Regions from separate parts of the Drosophila melanogaster genome. Here region 2 is linked to region 1. A link is a contact called in public Hi-C data. All regions are on one chromosome and are shown on one strand. Each heading gives the region's core, a stretch centred on a gene start, on an enhancer-like site or on the middle of the called end of the contact. The rest is flanking DNA. Distances are from core to core; before and after follow the strand shown.

Region 1 (2,771 bases), core at 132-2,631:
GCTCAGGTAGTATTGTACTGCTGGCCAGGACGTTCCACGAGCTGGAGTTGTTCTCAGACACCACCAATACGAGTTGGGCCACTGAAATGGCAACTTCGAGTCCGAACTTTCTGTAGTCGAAGCCCAGCAGCAGGCTGGAAAGAAAGTTGGCCTGATTTAGTGCTTCTGTGGCGGTGGGCGAGCTCTCGCACAGATTTCGGAGCAGATGGATTGCTTGCTGGAAGGTGTCCGCATGCAGCTCGTTTTCGAATCCACCTTTTGTCAGATCATAGCTACGGACCAGAGTCAGCAGGGCGGTCAGTATGTCGTTCTCAACGAGGAAGTCGCACACCTCCGTGCCAAACACCGACAAATTCCGAAAGGCACCGGCCGCCGCATTCCGGATGGCGCTCTCCTTATCGCACAGCAGGGGGGCCGCAATCCGGACCAACTCGCTGTCGCGTATTTCGGGAACCTTCTCCTTTCGCAGCGCCAGCACGGCGAATGAGTGCAGTCCGTTCAGCTTCTCCTCCACGTTCGCCTGCTGCAGGTGAACGCAAATCGCCTCGATGGGTCCGCAGCCCTCCGCTTCGCCCGCTGATTCCACATCGATTTCCGCCGAGGTGTCCACGCCGGATGGCGTCCGTGTTTTTACTTTTCGAACTTTTCCCATTGCAACAAAACACAACTGCACGTGTTTACTAATGGGGCTGGAACAAAAGGCGGCGGCTTTTTGTGCTATCGATGTTTCCAGATAGTTGGCAGCATCGAACATTTGCCTACCCTTATCGATTTCATTTTATGCATTTCGCATTCAGTGATCACTGGTCACGTTAAGGAGCACAGGTATTCCATAAAAAACTTTTACAATAGCTACATGGATGTATTGTCTTTTATTTCCACCTCATAATTTAAAAAATATGTGGCACAAAACAGTATATGAGTCTTTTGCTGCACGTTGTCTTAAGAAATTTCCAATTTATTTATATAAATATTTATTTCTTACAAATTTATTTCTTTATATTCCTATACATATATGTATCTCTTCTTTTGTTGGAAAAATAAACGTGTATGATAATAACAAATTTTTTTTTCTGCTGACCGTTTAATTATTTGGTAGTTGAATCGTTGAGTTAAGCGATTCCTCTAGATGGTAACAAAATAGCGTGAGAGTGCTCCCAGGTCTAAAAAGAGTGGCATAATAGGCGAGTGACGATTAGATGCGCAAGGGAGAGAGAAGTTATTAGCAACGAGTGTTCTCGTTAACAGATTAGAGATAGTACCGAAACACTTCGATTTGAACTCTTGCCCCGATCGGGTCATGCTGAGCTAATTATAAAGCAGACTTTGAAAATACGATCAGATATATTCATATTTATTGCTAAGCAAAATGTAACTCTTTGTAAACGTGATAAAATAACGTCCCTTAGTAGCGGACTGGCAACGACATTCATGTGCTGCCACATAGCCTTTCTTATTCGATAATTCGATAAGTCGAGTAAACTGGATTGTATTCACATCTCTAGCGGCAGAAAAGTGTAGAAAATTTTCAGGGGTTTTTAAAACGAAAAGTAAGAGGTTGCGTACAGTTAGATTTGTGTGCCATGGATGCGAGCTTAGAGGAGAGCATGGATAGCGATGGCGCCAGTTCGCCGATTACCAAGACGGAGGCAACGGAATCTCCGCCAGAAGCGGGTCTCAATGGAAACGGCAGTGGTAGTGGTAGTACCAGCCAGGAGACCCCAAATTATGGCGTTGCTATACTCAAGGAAAAACCCAGCGAGGCCCATAGGTGCGTTGTCATGGAAAATCCGGTGTTTTAATGCTATAAAGTTGTTTTACCTTGACCCAATTACAGGAGCAAGCCCTTCAATGCGTTTAGTGGTCGTCCCATCGGGGAGCACACCGCCCAGCAGCAGGCGCTGCAGCAACAACAACTGCAGCAACAACAACAGCCACAGCAGCCGCAGCAACAAGCTCCTTCCGGAGCAAATGGAGTCACAGGACCCCCGGAAATCTGGGTGGAAACCAAGGCGGAGGACGGTCGCTCATATTATTACCATGCGGTAACTAGGGAAACCACTTGGTCTCGACCCGATGGCCCCGCTGTCAAGATAATGACCCAGGCAGAGGTGGAGGAGATGGCCAAGCGACCTGCCCAGGCCGCGAAAACGGAAGCCAAGGCAGGCGAGACGTCGGTCGAGATTCCGCCAGTGTCGTCACATCTTACCTCACAACCTCCGCCGCACCTGATGAGCCAGCCACCACCCAATGCGGCAGCACCGCTGCTTTCCCAGCCACCACCCAATGTACGGCAACAGCCACCACCAATGTTCCAGCCACCTGGAATGCAGGCGCCTCCTGGGTTCGGACAGCCGCCGTTTTGTATGCCACCTCCAACTTACGGATTTCCTGGAGGACCGGCACCAGCTGGGGCACCTTGGGGCGTGGGCATTCCGCCTTGGCAGCAACAGCAGCACATGCAAGACAAGCCAGCCAAGTCGCTAATCATTAAGCCGGGTGTTATCGATCCGGCGGTTATAGCGCGAGCAGCAGAGTGGTCAGAGCATCGTGCTCCCGATGGAAGACCGTACTATTTCCACGCCGGTCGAGGAGAGAGTGTCTGGGAGAAACCGCAGGCGCTGAGGGACATGGAGGCCGCTCGCATGGCTGCCCACTCGGGCGTTGCGCCCGCTGTGGCAACAGCTCCGTCGGGACTACCACCACACTTGCTACCCAACCCTATGATGCATATGCCACCAGGATCAGGGCCGCCGGGATTTGATCCGCAT
Region 2 (2,771 bases), core at 133-2,632, 2.6 Mb before region 1:
GTTGTCCTCCAGGTTGAAGACGTGTATGGTGCCATGATCGGAGGCGACGACCACCATTGTGGACTGGTGGTTAAAGTTGATGCAGAATATGTTGGCGTGGTTGCTTCCGCGCCTCAGCTCTGATACCTTCTTGCCACTTTCCGTATCGAAGATACGGATGAGGGTGCCCTTTTCCCCGGCGGTGGCTAGTCGCGTGCCTTGCAGATTAAGGGCAATACAGCTGATACCAGCCTCGTGGGCGATCACCTCAAGCGGCGCCCGCTCTGTGTTGGCCAGATCAACAATTTGAACGTGGCCAGTTCGACGGCCGGGGAATGCGAGGAGGCTCTTATTGCTGTGCGGGCACAGCACACACAGCCCGTTGGGATTTGAGCTGGTCTCAAAGACGTGCAGCTGCTGTGGTTGCTGAGTGAAGGTGAACACCTTAATCACGCCCTCCAACACGACCACGATGCGATCCCGACGCAGTCGTACCGCCCGCACGGGCTGATTGAAGTCCAGCGATATGGCCGGGGACTTCTTCAGGTCATCCCACACGATCACCTTGTTGGGCGGGTACAGCGGCCGGATGCCGCCTCCAACCAGGGCTAAGTAATTGCAACGAAACAGCATCTCCACATGGCTGAGACCACCTGAATCGGAATTGTAGACAATGGAATTTGTTTTAGGCCGTGGGAGTCTCCCGCACTCTTTTTTTGACAATCATACCCTCTGGAAAGTATTGGCGCTCCTTCTCCTTCAGCGGATCACAGTTGTAGACCCGGAATCCGGTGTCCGTCGCGCACGCGAAGCATCCTGCAACGCAAAAGGCCAGTTATATTATACCGATAAGGTGTATCGTGTATATGTAAATAACACACATCCGCACATATGTACGTACCTTGGTCTTGATTGAAGGCTGCGTAGAGCAGCCCGTTTCCATATGGGTTTTGCTCTGTGAGGTTCATTGCACTCTCCGGGGATGCTGGAAGCCCGGGCTCTGGTGATTTTCAATACAGTTGCTGGGCAGGCAGGAAAACAATTGCTCGGACGGCGGATGATTGTGTTTTTTCGTATAAAAACAATGACACAGTGTTGAGTATCGTCGAAAAGTGGCCGGGCGGTGAATCGATAACTTTCAATGAGGAAAGACGATCCGCTAAATCGGGATATTTTTGGGTTTAAGAACTTCTTGCTATGAGTTTTTGAGTAGTTACGTAACACAAAGAAACATTATAAATAATCTGCAATGCTGTTTTGGATAAGGTTTTTTTTAAAGCTAAAGATCTAGCTATTATCGGTAGTATCTAGATAATTAGATACTGCCAGCATCACTACCACCCACAATCCTTCACTATCGACCGACGGGTATAATTTTGCAACACTGTCCAAGATGCTCCACCTCCAATTTCACAGAATAACAAAAAGGAAAATGGTCGCTTTGTGGAACGGATTCCTGTAAAAATTGAATATATGCTAGCGCACCATGGAGTTCAGTGCGGATCTGAATGGCTTCAATGAGGACTCCATCGAACCCTGCCGGACTTGCGGAATTTACTTTACCATGGGAATGGACATGGACCAGGCGATTGTGAAGCCCATTTTCGGTTCGGATGACGCCGCCGTCGCAGATATGGCGGAGATTCTCGAGCAAATGAATGATTGGAACATAAAGGTTGGTAGTAGTGGAATCGTACTATGTGTACCTAACTTATGTCCCAAAGGTTGCGAGGGAAGACGGACGACCGCAGTACATGTGCATCGCTTGCATTGCCGAGTTTCACCGGCTGATTAAATTCAAGCGCAGCTGTGTGGAGACACAGGAGCAGTTCGGCGAGCTCGAGTACCAGCGCGAACATAATGGCATCGTTATTAAACGGGAAATTGAGCCGGAGGAAGAGAAATTCTGCGGATTTATATATCTGGATACCGACGAGGAGGATAACAGCGACGAGGACGGTAGTAGACGCGTGTGTGCCGTCTTCGACATACCGCATGTGCCCATTAAGGAGGAACACATGGCCCGAGTGCCATTACAGAACAGTGACAAGTTTCAGCCACCCGAACCCAAAAATTTTGCGTCGCCAGTCGACTCCAGATTCGACATGATAGACAACGATGCGTTAACGTCCGGCATGTTAGGACCGTCTATTGAGGATCTCTCCGGGACGGTCGACGATGGCACCGAAGATGAGGAGGAGGAGGAGGAGGAGATAGTCAGATTTACATACGATGATGACAACGATGCGGCAGCCCCGCTTCCGCCCCCGCTTTACTCGCCGGTTGTGTGTTGTAAGCTATGCTTTTACGAATCCCCCGACCAGGATGCGCATATGGAGCACATGCGCCGCACCCATCTCCTCAAGGACTGGGAATGCCATATTTGCGGCAAAAAGTTCACAAATGCCCAAGAATCGCGCATCAAGTTTCACATCAAGTATCACAAGCTACAGCGGCACGTTAAGTGTCCCGTTTGCGGGTTCATCTGCAGCTCCAAGGAGACTCTCAAGGAGCACAAGCAGGCAGTGCACGTACGCACAAAGTGCACATACTGTGGAAAAAGTGAGTTCAATATTCTCACTTATAAAACTAATTTATCGGATTAATCACATTTACCTTTGCAGCTGTGAAAAACGCCACTCTACACGCACATTTGAAAAAGCACTTAGAAGGTCAGTAAGAAGAATTACAACGGTTTTATTTGTTTATAACTTTACACTTAATGCCCAGAGGGTGAAGCCGAACTTGCCCAGCAACTGAAAAAATTGGAGCAGCTTCCAGTTAACCTTCAA

Evidence for each region. A called contact is a pair of places that touch in the nucleus more often than the background predicts.
Region 2: a contact with region 1 is called in a Hi-C map of the Kc167 cell line, with 1.9 times the contacts expected there. The contact joins the promoter of E(var)3-9 here to the promoter of CG42724 in region 1. A contact is called at or near these places in 5 of 107 Hi-C or Micro-C datasets (the Kc167 cell line, embryo, eye imaginal disc and 1 more).

Annotation. Positions count from the first base shown.
Region 1 is chr3R:6,366,898-6,369,668 of dm6, reverse strand. It overlaps CG42724, which reads left to right and starts at 1,381. Exons shown (of 8, transcript NM_001202255.1): 1 at 1,381-1,771; 2 at 1,838-2,771. The coding sequence starts at 1,584. It overlaps CG10286, which reads right to left and starts at 704. Exons shown (of 1, transcript NM_141392.3): 1 at 1-704. The coding sequence starts at 652.
Region 2 is chr3R:8,991,560-8,994,330 of dm6, reverse strand. E(var)3-9 (Enhancer of variegation 3-9) reads left to right here and starts at 1,382. Exons shown (of 4, transcript NM_141595.3): 1 at 1,382-1,654; 2 at 1,704-2,541; 3 at 2,604-2,651; 4 at 2,710-2,771. The coding sequence starts at 1,466. CG11975 reads right to left here and starts at 1,078. Exons shown (of 4, transcript NM_001275465.1): 1 at 881-1,078; 2 at 709-795; 3 at 1-632. The coding sequence starts at 947.